2 separate regions of the Zea mays genome follow, and region 2 is linked to region 1. Evidence: chromatin contacts called from public Hi-C data. All regions are on one chromosome and are shown on one strand. The core of a region is the stretch at or near the end of the contact, and the rest is flanking DNA. Distances in the headings are between cores, read along the strand shown. Region 1 has its middle 4.0 kb from the start of LOC103649831. Region 2 holds the start of LOC103649832 (zinc finger protein GIS3).

Region 1 (7,351 bases), core at 1,646-4,145:
CCCCTAAAAGAAAGGGATGGATTGATGAACTCCTGAACAAGAAGCAAAGCTGTTTGCTTCTTTTAATCAAATCTGTGCTTGTGCATGCAGCAATATATGTTCTTTTGGGTCGGGGGAAAACACTGAAGGTTTATTGGGGGCTTGATGAGACATGAGCACGCAGTGGATTTTTCCTATGTTGTGTATAGTTCCAACCGTTTTAGTTTGACAAAAAAAAGGGCAACGCTAAATGAGCTTTCAAGCTGCGCACTCCTTGTGTGGACAAGCATAAACAAGGTTCCAAGTTTTGCAAAGCACTAATTTGCACTGATGTGTGTTATTATCGATCGTGTCCTGGTTCCACTAAGAGGATGCATGCCAACTCGCATCGCATGCATATGCCCAAAAATGGCATATTATTCTCTTGGCCGGACCACACACACAAAAAAAAATAAAAATAAATGTATATGTTCTTATATAGCATATTGGAGGTTCTCCAAAAACACACAAGCTGACATCTTTCGGCGCACAGTCAAGTTGAGGAACATTACAAAACAAAAACAAGGGGCAGCTAGCCTGTGGCCCACAGCCTAATCACGTTCCATTCGGGGGATAAGGTTTTCTCGACATAAAACTACATCGATCAAATGGGATCATAGCAAAAGCGTTTTCAAATCTCCCCTTTTAAGATCTTGTTTGCAGTTGGGACATCTTGGCGGATATGGTGACTCACATGGGCCTCCTCAGGCCAGCCAAAGGTTTTAGCTAGCGTTTAGCTCTTTATTAGCCTTTACTACTCTCTCCTAGGGAGTGTAAGCTAGAAAAAAAACTTTCTAGATGCCATGTGTGGTCGTAAGGGGCATCAACTGAGCTAGTAGCTATAGTTTGTTGGGAAATATCATGCTTCATGACTTCATTATATTGCTTCTACTAGTGTGGTTGGGTATCCTCCTACTTAACAAGTGTGGTTTAAGAAAACCTTTTTGTGGACAAATGCTGTTTGCGTGCTAGTCATTCATTTTGTTACGTCGCCTTCTTTCAAAATTAAAGAAAGCACACCTTTCAAAAATAGGTGAACAATACTGTATGTGTCTTATGTAGCCGCGCGCGACCAAATATTCTTTCCATTCTGGATGGTGATTTTGAACTAGTTAGCAGCTTAATTTGTTATGTATAAACGAATGGAGTATTATTAATAGGACAATACATAGTACTATATATATGATTTGTACCGCCTGTAGTAGACGAGAAGGGAACGCACTACCTTAGCATTTCGTACCATTTTTTTGTCAAAGAAAGAGATCGATCATGATTCATGCAGCGACAAAACTAGACAACAAATCAAAAAGAGAACTGTACTCGTCGATGTGTTGAGTGTCCTGGTTCCCAAAGGAATGTTTAGTACCAAATTGGAGTTAGTATATGACAACTGACCAGCATGATACAAGTGACCCATATAACAAGAATATAAATCAGTACCGTATGGTTCATCTGTGTGTGCATTTATAGGAAAGTATATATAAACGTCAGAGCGTCCTATTTTAATCACACTACACTGACACACGCATCGCCAGTTCGATCAACAAGAGAGAGAGAGAAAGAGTTACAACATATATAAACCTGAAGCAACGGGAAATTAACATTTATTGTTACAGGGACCAAATACTTATAACTACACAATTAATATATATATATATATATATATATATATATATATATATATATATATATATATATATATATATATATATATATATATATCTTAGGATTGACATAGTATCACATATAGATTTTATTTGTTAGAGGAGTTACGTACAGTGGGTGAATTATTAATGGTCATTAATTAGAGATTTGTTACTGAACTACAGTCTAGCTACAGGTTCCTCCCAAATCATAGAAAGAATTAATTATTTGCAGTTAAGGATACTTTGTATGGGCTCAGGTCATTAACCCCATTGAACTTTTCCTTTGTTGTAGTTGTAGGTAAGGAGATACGGACGCTTAAGCCTCCCTCCTGTAGGAGATTCCCCACGCCCTGTTGTAGTTGTAGTTGTAGGGGCTCGCCGCTAAACGCGAGCAGGAGCAGCTGCTGGTGCTTTCCATGCCATGCCACAGGAGTTCCCTACTTCCCTGCCACTCCACAAGCTGCAGGGGTTGGCTGCCCAAGGGTCACCAGCGCCCATCCAATGTGGCCGCTCAGGGGTCACCGCGCGCAGCAGGGGTATTTTCCTGATAAAACACACAGTAATCAATCATCAGTACCATCTGTTGGTTGTAGTACAAGAGGTCAAGGATTCGCAGGTTTCTTTTACTTTTTTCTTTTTTTGAAAAAATTGTGCACAAAGTTCATTTCAGTCTTTTGTGTGTGGAAGAAAGTCACTCATTCTCAGTCTCTCAGATACATTCAGCTCACCATACATTTCGACAGCATCATACATCACTTCTTGGTCACCTTTTTCAGTCAGGCTTTCAGTTTCTGAACCACAACATTTAGCTTCGTATTCAAGGTGTCAACCGTTCTCATTCACGGTGTCGAGGGTGGGAAACAAGTCAACAACTTGTCCTTGATCATCCCAGGCTGGGATTCCCAGCTTCCCAGGCAGGCAGCTGTAGTTTTTCTTGGAGCGAGCTATGAGCTAAAACAGATTGCAGATTCTTTAACAGAGTGCTAAGTTGAACTCAATCACTCGTTTTTCTGCTGTCCAACACCAGCACAAGCAAGCAGCAAAGGAAAGGCGAAGAAGCATAGGAGGAATGAAACCCAGCTGTTGCGGCTAGCAGGATTATGCAAGAGAAATTGAGGGGAACAACGCCTGGTGCTTACGAGGCCGACGCGCTGTCGCGGTTCAGATGGAGAGCAAGCTCAGCCGCCTGCGGTTGCGTGGTTGACTGGTTGTGGTCTTGTGGAAGAAGAGGGAAGGGAAGCGCCGGCAGGGGGACGGGGATCGGCGGTTCCTTCTAATTCTTAACCATCCGATCAAGACAAATGGAGGATCCTCGTTAATTTCCAAACATTGCAAAAAAAAAAATCTCATGATCTTTATAATAATCTCGCATGAAATATTCGGTGCAACATTCAACCGCGTGCATGCATACCAAAACGAAGACAGACAGAAAAGCCAGCTAGGGACAAGTCCAAGTTGACACCACGGTCGATCATAGAGAAACCTACCGACGCAAGATTATTTATCAAAAACCGTAGCTTTACATCACCTTTCATATCACATCAGCAGCACAAGAATGTGCTGGCTAATCGAACCATACGAAGGGGTGTCAACCCCACACACTCTAGAAGGCGTGGCTAGTTTCTGGTTTTTTAAAAAAAAGGTTAACGAAGTGTTTGGTCGTCCCTTTCAGCTATCTCTTGCATGCGTCTCTTTGCTAGAAATTTCTCCATCCCCAATCTTGTGCCAATCAACAAAATACTTTAGTACTGACCGGCCCTAGCTGGCCCTTATCTCTATTTCTAGTCACCAAACAAAGCCAACTGAAATTGGCCGGCTCTAATAATCAAGTTAATTAACCCACGCTGCGCTCGGCCGGTCTAAGCTTCCCACATGCCACAAAAAAAAAAAGAAAACTCTACGCTAGACAGGTCTCGCCATGCGTCACCTACTTGTCCTTTTATTGAAGGCAACATATCCTATGTAAAAGGTTCTCCTGTGTAAACATGCTAAAACGTCTTAACAACCTTTGGATCCAGAATCAAAGGCTAATCTTAATCCCACCTAATAATCTTGTGTTTTTTCTAAAGAACCCCCTCCTGGTAATCTGGTGCGGTGGCGGTTAGGTGAGATTAAAATTAGGCTTTGATTCTGGATCTAAAGGTTGTTAAGGCGTTTTAGCATGTTTACACAGGAGAACCTTTTACACAGGATACATTGCCTTTATTAAAAGACTCATGCCTACGTGTACTTAAGCCACCAGTAGTTAACTAATCCTACAAGCTTCAAAAAAAAAACTAATCATACAAGCAACAACACATGATCCGAAGATGATGCAAGCCTAGATTTTTAAGAACCTCGTCTCATGCAATCAAAGGCCCAACTGATAGTCTTCGAGAAAAGATGATGAAATCACAGTTAAACTGTGAATAATATATAGCCTGATGAGTTGAATCATATATACTGTACTGGACTACTTAACGATGAGTTCAACAGGAATTGAGCAGGGGAAAAAAACATGGAGATGGAAAGGTCAGACGACGTGCATCTGCAGTTTTGTTAGCTATAGGCTTGTCGACTAGATCAACTGAGCTGGTGCTGCGTACATGCATCCATCCACATGACATTGACGATTAGGTTAATCTTTTGCGCTCGCCATTAAACTAAACTAATATAGCTCTAGTTGCTCGTCTGGAGACATCCTATCAAATCCGTTCTACATGCCTCCCGTACAATCATGGATTACTTTATATATATATATATGGCCGATGCTTTGCCAAATGGGGTGACTCCATAATGATCCATGTATAGTAGGGGCATAACATAATTTTATTAGCTTCGACTAGGGTTAACCCCAGTTCGTAGCCAACCTAGCCTAATCCACTTGGATATATATGATGTGAATGCGATGCGAGTATGATAAGCTAGCCTACGACAGCCCGTCGACGCGACATGCATATTATTATAGACAGGCGGGATACATGCATATATATATATATATATATATATATATATATATATATATATATATATATATATATATATATATATATATATATGCATGTATCCCGCCTATATATATATATATATATATATATATATATATATATATATATATATATATATATATATATATATATATATATATATATATATATATATATATATATACACACACATTGATTCAGTTCTTGTTGTGGGTTTGCTTTGTACTATATTGTTAGGTTATGCAGGAGTCAAGTTGCCGTTGATAGGAGAGCGTGCATGTATATGTATATATACTTGTACTATACAAATTCAGTAACGAAAGGCGACCAATGGTATACGCACGACGTAACCGTCGATGGTTATTCTATATATGTCTAGGATACAATTTATCACCGACAATTGTGCCTTATAATACGGTCTCCAGAGGCGGAGAACGGGGGTGGAACGAAGAAGGGGACCAACGAGACCAGCTAGTGGGGGCGAATAGAAAACTTGCCAAATAAAAAAATAGCAGGTAACCCCCCACTTAATAATACTATATGTGATACGAATCTTAGGATGATCTATATATCATCATCCACCTCCCTGTGGAGGCGCCACTCCACTACTGTGCACATGTTGACTCGCTAATCCTTGTTAGTTTAGGTACGTTCCAGGGATTAACAAAAGCTAATAATCTTTGTTAGTCTAGTCGCACTCGCACCGCATGTACCAGTACCAGTAAACAAAACCCCTAGCGTAAAGCGCAGGCGTACGCGGCCCCTAACCCTATTGGCATGCATGCATGAGCATGAATGACTGCGTGCGTTTCGTACGTGGCTGCTACCGCCGATGCAGCCAATGGGAGATCAGGGAGTGCAGGCCACGTGTTGAGGTTCCGTTGGCTGGGGGCGGTCCAACCGCGGCGCGAAACGTGGACGCCGGAGTTTCGATGCATGCGGAGCCTACGTGGCCCCGCCGCTGGACCGGCCCAGAAGCGTGGGCCCCAGCGAGCGCGATCTCGATGCGGGGGGATTCTCCGGACATTACCATAAAAAGAAAATTCTGTCACTTCTGTTCACGGCACTGTTTTTACGTAAGTAGTACTCGTATTCGTTTATTTATCTATTATATAATTATCCAGCTCTCGTCCGTCAGTGCTTGTCCACCGGAATGGCAGAAGCAGGTTACGTAATTTACCCTGTCGGCCTTATAGATAAATAATAAATAATATCAAGCTAGCTTGATGCATGGTTTTGGTGCCTGCTAAGGCCTTGTTCGGTTATTCCCAATACACATGGATTGGATGGGATTGGAAAAAATTCTTAAGAAATTTGACTTGTTTGGGATTCAAACCCATCCAATCCCACTCAATCCACATGGATTGAGAGCTAACCGAACAAGCCCTAAATTAAAATAAAGTTGGCAAGACCAAGAACCGATGGACCATATTGTCGACACGCAAGCCCCCAACCCAACGGGGAAGGCACACGCTGAGCATGCAAACGACAGAGGCTCATAGCGCACGTATGCCGGTCACTTGGATCGATCTCTGCAAGGCAAGGCAAGTACATGGCACATATTGTCGCATGCTTTTCTGGTCCCGATTGACAAGTGAGTACCGGCCCGGCCGGAACACCACCCACCATCTGTGCTGGACGCCTGGACTGCTGGTGACTGGTGCGCACTCTCTCGCTCCGACGAGACGCGCGCCTCAACGTGTGTGCCCGTGCCAGGTGCTGCCGCGTCCAAATCACTACCGGAATTCGCGCCTTTGCCGAGTGCCGGTGGCTTTGCCGAGTGCTTTTTATCGGGCACTCGGCAAATCCGGCTTTGCCGAGTGCCGCACTCGGCAACGTCCTGCGCTCGGTAAAGAGCTAGTTTACCGAGTGTAGGACACTCGGCACAGCCGAGCACTCGGCAAAGACTTCTTTGCCGAGGGTCAAGCACTCGGCAAACATGGCTCTCGGCAAAGGGCCGTTAGCGGCCGTCTACAACTGACGGCCGTCAGTTTTTGCCGAGTGTCAAATATCTGGCGCTCGGCAAACATAGTCTTTGCCGAGTGTCCTCTGTAGACACTCGGCAAAGCATATTTTAATTTTTTTTATTTTGGTCACCAAAATTTTTGTGGTATGTTTCTACACTATGTAGACCTACATGTACCATTTTGGGACAATTATAACAGTTTTTTCTATAGCTAGTACATTTAGTTTGTTTATTTGAATTTCTTCGGAAAATTCAGATTTGAACTGCAGGTCACTCGAAACTTGGAAAACCGTGAATGCAAAAATGATATCCATGCTACATAGCACAAGTTACGACCGATTTCAGGAGCGAACCGGAAACTTCGAGCACCATGCTCACTCAACATGACCGTAAACTTGCCATCCAGGTGTTTAAAAATTGTATAAAACAGAAACAAAGTCAGAAAATCATGAACCCTGTCCACGTGTCATGATATCATATGTAGAGGCTGTGATAAAAATTTGAAAAAGTTTCGAGAAAGCTGTAACGCACTATGTGTACAAACCTAAGAGATCCACATTGAAACTCTATGATTTCATGTGTGGTTCTCTTAGGTTTCTACACATAGTGTCTCACAACTTTCTCCAAACATTCTAAATTTTTTATCACAGACTCTACATATGATATCATGACATGTGGACAAGTTTCATGATTTTCTAAGTTTGTTTGTGTTTTATAAATTTTTTAAACAGTTGTATGGCAAGTTCACGGCCATG
Region 2 (7,351 bases), core at 1,555-4,054, 77 kb after region 1:
TGGCAAGGGAATGGTGGGACCAATAGTCCCACATTGCTAGTCTATTGGAGTGAGACTAGTTGATATGTGAAGGATTCACTCTCCACCAAGTCATGGTTGAGGGGGGGAGAGGATGGAGTGCCACACGTGTGCGCTCGCTCCCCAAGCCTCGCTTGGCTAGGCTGGGCCAGGGCGCGAGCACGTGACGTGCGCATGAATGGTCCGCCAAAATTCGGCCCCTCGCCTTGTGGCAGCACGACTTCCTTTTGCAGTTTTTTGGTTATTTGACTGTTAAGATAAGAGCCCTCATCCGATTGCGATCAGATAAGAATTGGAGCCCTTATCGAATCACGATCAAATCAGAATGCGAGTCCTTTTGGGTATGTGGACCCAAACCTATATGATGTGCCTGAAAGCCATCACCCGAACCATCCCAACACGAGTTAGGTTTTTGCCTCTGCTTACTAGTACGTCGTCGATGTAGTCCTCTTCATCCCAGGTGCCGATGTGCATATGCGATTGAGAGAGCAGGTCTCCGTAACCTGCCGCCTTCGAGATCCTGTACCGGAAGAGTGCGTAAGATTTTTGGGAAGCGGCTCCTCACGACAACTCACGTTCTTCCTAACAACGAACCGTCGCCGCAGTCTTCCTTGATGCTTCACGCCATCATTCAATATGTCTAAAAGGCACGCACCATTTAATATGATCTTGTACTTGAGCTTATTTAATATGTCTTTGCCGAGTGTGTTTCTATGCCGAGTGTCCTGCGCTCGGTAAACGAGCTCGTTACCGAGAGCAGGACTTTGCCGAGTGCGGCGCTCAGCAAAAGCGTCTTTGCCGAATGCCGACAAAAAGCACTCGGCAAAGCGCCTGACACTCGGTAAAGGTCCGGATTCCGGTAGTACTCTTAGAAAACAATATGCTAGTTTCTTTACTATTAATCATGATTTATATCCGAAATATAATCTAGAAAACTGCCTAATTATTCAACAACAGGGAGGGGAGGCTGACTCACGCACGACGTGAGGAGGCAGCAGCACACGAGGTCATCAGCTGCGTGTGCGTGCGTGTACTATATCATCACCAGCTTAACCCAAGGGCCAGGGGTAGCCATCAGTAGAAAAGCAGCTTTGCAGTAGTTAATTTGCAAAAGAAGAACGGTTGGGAGGGGGCGTGATATCCTTTTTGGTAGCATGCGTTGATGCATGTTGAATTCGGAGGATTAAATATGCTTAGCGCTTATTTAACTAGTTGAAGGAAAAAGATAAAGTGTCAGATACGGTGGCATCACAAAGGCAAGAGGAAAATGACTCATGGAGCACTAAAGGCAAGCTGGAGAGAGGTTGTTTATGCATGTTCAACCTACATACAAAACTCTCTCTCGTTCCTATCACATCCTAGATCAGCAAACCAAATCAAACACGACCTCATTCATCACTGATTTTACGTACTATATAATATATAATATTATTACTTATTAGTATGTAGCAGTTGATGGGTTATCACAGCAACCAAAGGGGAAAAATAGGTGGCATAGTACGTACTGAAGAAAATGGCAGAGATTGATTGATGGATGGACGGATCAACCAAAAATTTACAGGGTCTGTCGTCCTCGTCCAGCATAGCCATCCTTGCGATCATCATGCACATCAATTAGCTAGAACCGGAATCTTACAGGTGGCTTACATGCATGCAGCTCTCCAAATCCCATTTCCAGCAACTAAACATAATTACTAGTGCTAATTATCTAGCCAGCAAAGATCGATCTTAGTACAAACTTTTTAGTAGTAGCAAGCTAGTAGGTGATCAATTCTCTTTTACCAAGGCGACGGTGCGTGGCAGGGCACAGCTCGCGCGCGCGATCTCCATCGACGACGGGACCAGCCAAGTCACAAGCCGGCGGGCGCAAGGCTGAGCTGCAGGTCCAGCCCCAGGGCGTCCTCGGGCCCGGTGACCACCGGCTCCGCCATCCCAGGGCCAGCTGCCATGCCGGGGTATCTCCCCAGGGCGGCCGCCGGGCTGACGTGGACGACCCTCCGCCCGCTGTGGTGGTCGTCGGTGACGTACGGCGCCGAGGCGGCGGAGGGCGCCGGGGTGTAGGAGAAGACTGCCGGCGAGGCCGCCGTCACGGCGGCGGCCGGGGTGGCGCGCGACGGGAACACGCAGTTGTGGGAGACGTGGAACTGCTGGCCCTGCGGGCCCCCGGCCACGGCTGCGGCGCGCGGGGAGAAGTAGACCCAGCTCGTGGGCGATGCGTCTCCGCCGCCGCCGAGGAGGTGCGGCGGTGGCACGAAGGCGGACACCATCGGGTTGGCCCGAGGGTAGAGCGCGGCGGCGGCCCCGCCGGCGACCCGGCCAGCGGCCGCGGCCGCGGCCTGCAGCTGCGCGCGCTTGAGCTGCTGCCGCTCCTTCTTGTGCGCGTTCTGGTGGCCGCCCAGCGCCTGCGAGTTGGCGAACTCGCGGCAGCAGTACTGGCATTCGTACCTCCGCCCGTCGCCGCCGGCCGCCGTGGCCGTGGTGGTGGTGGTGGTGGACGAGGACGACGAGTCGGACCCTCCGCCGTTGTTACCGCACGCCGGCGCCTCCTCTGGCTCGGTTGTTTCCGCCTCCGTCGTCGTCTCCGGACACAGCTCGTGCTCCTCCTTGGAGACGTGGAAGCCGAAGAGCTTTAGCCTGGGGCTAGCCATGTTCATAACTGCTTTGTACTACTCCCTGCTGGGAGTACTTGCAGCTGCAGCGGGAGAGAGGTATTAAGCAGTGGTAGTGGCTGTGAAAGCTGGAGGTGCATGGGTTAGAGCCAGGGTGCTGGGAAGGGGCGGTATATATAAGACCAGAACTGAAGCCTGGAGCTTAATTGCTGGAGTGGATATATACATATCAGTGTAACTGAATAATCTGTTTATAGTTTAAAGAAATTGTACTTAGGCATTTATCTTGAATAATTCGCCATTGTATATGAACACTTGAACAGGGCTAGCTCCAGATATATATTATAATAACCATTGCGGTGGCTATGTTTTCCTCTCCTCTCTAGTAGTGCTAGCACCTGCTTTCTTGCTCGCATTCTTTAATTGCCCCCCTGAACTTTAGAGGGAGAAGGACGATCGATCGGTGGTGCAACTGCAACTGCAAAAAGAGGGGGGAGAGAGAGTAGCTGTCACCGTGAACAGGAGAAGCAATTCAGAAAAGACAGCGTCGAGGTCTAGATTGCGCTTGTCCGGGCTCCATGCATGCTACGGAGTATTCTAAACCTCTGGCCGCGCCTCGGTTGGTTTCTGACGATCGACACGCGCATCTAAGAAAACACCCAGCTAGATTATTGGTGAGGGGGCTAGGTAGACTGATTAGGGCTTGTTCGGTTAGCTCTCAATCCATGTGGATTGAGTGGGATTGGATGGGTTTTAATCCCAAACAAGTCAAACTTCTTCTCAATTTTTTCCAATCCCATCCAATTCATGTGTATTGGGAATAACCGAACAAGCCCTTAAGTGGCCAACTAATACGTACCAGGGACGCATTAGTTTACTCGGCAGGATATGCATATGCGCCTTGTTTATGCGTAGGCACGTACGTGCTAATGCGTTAGTTTTTTTTTTCTTTTGTCCTGACAGCATATCGTGGTGTTGTGTAGAGATGAGGCAAGGCATTACAATATTAATTGCAGGCTCTCCTTTGGTGTTATGCGTATGTGTCTGTGTATTCTAGTCGCATCGTCGATTATTTATATTGGCACTGTCATGCCGCATGTACGTAGAAAGAGACGACGGGGACCACATGCAGGCATGTGCAGGGGCTGAGTGCCGCCCCACTTAGCTTGTTCTTGATTAGAAGTAGCTTAATTAGTTGTAATTATTTTCTACTAGTACAGTGTAAAGTTGCAAAAGCTCATGTGCGAGACCCAGCAGTCCATGTCACTTAAAATTATTTATTTATTTATTTATTTATTTATTTAGTAACATATATATACAAAATTGGTTCTGTATTTGTCCTTATGAAAGTGTGGGCTGGAATGTATACGCATGTACACATGTGCCCATTTTGTTCCATTGTGTGTGGCCGGGGGCTGTCGTCCTATCATATGCATGCATGATGATGGATCGACATGCATGACCTCGGCAAGGAATCGATCCCCTTCCCATCACTGGAACCATAATTGTGTTCTTGCAATGCAAAACTCTTGTGTACGTACTTCACCAATGCAAGAAAAGGACCCTAGTACAACAGCATGACATTTTTTTAAAAGAAAAAATAAATAACAGAATGGACCAGCAATTTAATTGTATGCATCATGTATGTATGTATTCACATTCGCATCCATGTACGGCTAAATTAAGTTAGCGTACAGCTAGTATAACTAGACCGAAGGAATATAAACCGTATGCATACTACATTGTCAGTGGAAAGACCTCTGTATGGTCAATCCATAATAGCGGCCTAGTGCTCGGTTAATGATTCCAATCATGCCACAATATCTTTGGAGATATCATCCGTCGGTAAAGACTTGGGATAAGAATTCCTTTTCCACACACGCGCCTAGTTAAGACTACTACTTTTACAGCAAAATAAGTATTCTCTCCATTTTTTATTTATTTATTTCGTTTTAGTTTAAAAATAAACTAGCAGACGACAAATATTTGAGAATGGAGGTAGTATAATACACAAAATCCGTATACTATGTACTTCCTAGAGTATACCAAACAGACCTCAAAATTCCCGTGCATTGATCTTGTTCGGTTGACGAGATCTCTCGGTTGACAAGGGATTGAAGAGGGCTAGAGGTGATTAAATCTATTTCTAATCAAAATTGAATGTAAAGAGATTTAGTCTTTTCGATCTTGTGCAAAAGAACAAAATAATGGCCTGATATGGAACTAATAAACAATTTATCAATTAAGAGGTTTGCCCTAACAAACTAACTAATTCCACACAGAGGAATATATAATTCACAAGAAATATTTAGTTAAAAAACTAAAAAGCATATTTATAGTTGTTGAACACCAAAAGAGTCCGTGCTCACACTATTGAATTGACTCCGACAATTATTCTTATTTTGTGTGTGGTTATCCATCTAATCATGTGAGATTTATTGGCTATCGTCTAGGAACGTGTATATACATCCCCTATATATATGAAGGTGTTGAACACAGGAAATGATCGGGCGGACGGCCCACGGTTCGGACTGTCCGCCGTAGTAGCGCGGACCGTCCGCGTGTGCGCAGAATCAGTTAGGGTTCCGGATTTTTGTGGGATTTGTTAGCTAAACCTGCGGGATTAATTCGGGAACCGACTTGTAACGGGTCCAGACCTCCCCTTTTATATAGATGAAGGGCTACGGCCGATTGAACCCCCACAATCGATACAATCAACTCTACTTATCGTTTTTACCTTATGCGTTAGGAGTAGCTCTAGTTTAGCCCTAGTTTAACATCCCTCTACTTTAAATCTTCACCTCTTTTTAGCTCTACGTCGACTAGAGGCGTCTTGGTTGGCATGCCGACGCCAAAACACACCCTAGGATCTCTCCTCCCAGACGGGGTCCCTCCCGGGAGGCGAGATCGAGGTTTGCTGCGTAGAAGACGACAGTCTGCGCCATTGCGGACCATCCGAGCCCCAGGCACGGACCGTCCGATCATACACAGAGGAGGAGACGCTTCTATGCCCAGGTCATGGACCGTCTGGCCCTGTGCCGTGGACCGTTTGTGCCTCCGTAGAGAGCACCGTCAAGCGGTTCGTTCCAGTGTTTGGCGCCCAGGTCGACACCAACACACTTTTTGGTGACTCCACTGGGGAACATGTGCCTAGATCTACTAAAAATCATGCCCTCAAATTGTCGGTTCTAAAGATCACACCGAAATCTCTCCGAACAATATCCTGAAGCCATCTGTTAAAAGTCTGACGGCCAACGAGCAACAGCCACTACACGACGGTTCACCTACAGCGACCTACGGTTGGTTGCTAAAACGACCTTCAGCGACCTACGGTTGGTCGCTAAAAACCTTTAGCGACCCATAAGGATGGTCGCTGTAAGTGCCGTCGCTAAAGGCTTTAGCGACCGATATCTTTTTAGCGACCGACCGTCCGTTGCTAATATTGTATATTTAGCGACCAATGGTGGGTTGCTGTATTATAGATTTAGCAACCAACCGTAAGTTGTCATACTATACATTTAGAAACCAACAGAAAGTCACCCTTTTTACAGGTTTTTATTAATAATATACATTTAATTAAGCACCATAAATCACAGATTTTTATACACAAATCATAAAGACATACACAGTTAATCAGTATACCACATTCATAGATCCATCACATAAACACAAAAGCACCACAATTATATATTCACAAAAGCATCACAATTATAATATCATTCACAACTAGATCACTAATGTTTCATATCACTCCAGCTATTGTTCAAAAGCCAACAACTACATCACTCTAGCACAATAATCACAAAGAATTGAGGGTAACAACAGCTCCTCTCATTTTGCTCTACATACTTTCTTATGTTCCCCTAGCACAATAAAAACTTAAGGACAATCCAGATTATGATCCATGCTATAGATCCTGTCTGAAGCATCCACTCAATGAACTCATTTGACCGTTCTTGCTGAGGTTTGGCGCCGTTTTGATAGTTCTGGAAATATGCTGATTCTGATTTGCGGTTGATGTACTGCGTACCACCTGTGTCTTCCGAGAGCCAGACCTAAGGGTGTTGAAAATCCTCTCCAGCGAGTATGGCCTTTTCTTTTCAAGTTTTATCTGATGAATCACAAGTATGAGATGATATGAAACCTCCTACCAACCAGGAAACTGGAATGAAGATTGGAAAAAAGAGTTATAAATTCAGAACTGAGAAACAAGCGCACCACAAGCTTTTGTATTGCTGCTTCAGCTTTATGCATATTCTCCCATACAGTCATTTTTGCTTCCTCTCCCTCAATCCTTTATACAAAAAAGCAAGTACATCCATTAGTGTTTGAGAGAACAAGGTAAATGTGTTACAGCTAGTACAAAAAAGCAAGTACAAAAAAGCAAGTACATCCATCAGCTTTCCCATGTTAACTCCAGTGAAATTGGAAATAAAAGAAAGTAGTATGAAAAAGGCACGAAAACATTCTGCATAGCAGGTTTCCCATGTTAACTCCAGTGATCTGAGACAACCTCTCTTACAAATGATGACGTCTATAGCAATGAGAGAACAAGAACATGGAAATTGCAGTAGTAAATATTTGTGGTGAGTGATGGGAGAACATAAGAATGGAAATTGAAGTGATAAATATTTGTGGTTCTCCTCTTACCATGCATGAATGTATTCATAATCGTCAGCAAGAGTTTTTTCTTCCAAGCCTGCATGAAAAAGAATGGCATCATG

What was found. Hi-C and Micro-C count contacts between places; a contact is called where the count stands out from the background.
Region 2: a contact with region 1 is called in a Hi-C map of bundle sheath, with 5 times the contacts expected there. The contact joins the promoter of LOC103649832 here to the enhancer-like site in region 1. A contact is called at or near these places in 8 of 25 Hi-C or Micro-C datasets (bundle sheath, ear, endosperm and 3 more).

Annotation. Positions count from the first base shown.
Region 1 is chr3:21,981,151-21,988,501 of Zm-B73-REFERENCE-NAM-5.0, forward strand. No RefSeq gene overlaps it. Among protein-coding and RNA genes, the nearest start is that of LOC103649831, 4.0 kb to the left of the region's middle. Within about 2 kb of position 2,896, at least 4 of the 20 cell types and tissues checked have an H3K27ac peak or open chromatin away from gene starts, as enhancers often do. A contact at or near this core is called in bundle sheath, where this site is marked.
Region 2 is chr3:22,058,736-22,066,086 of Zm-B73-REFERENCE-NAM-5.0, forward strand. LOC103649832 (zinc finger protein GIS3) reads right to left here and starts at 2,805. Exons shown (of 1, transcript XM_008675533.4): 1 at 1,521-2,805. The coding sequence starts at 2,672. The coding sequence ends at 1,869.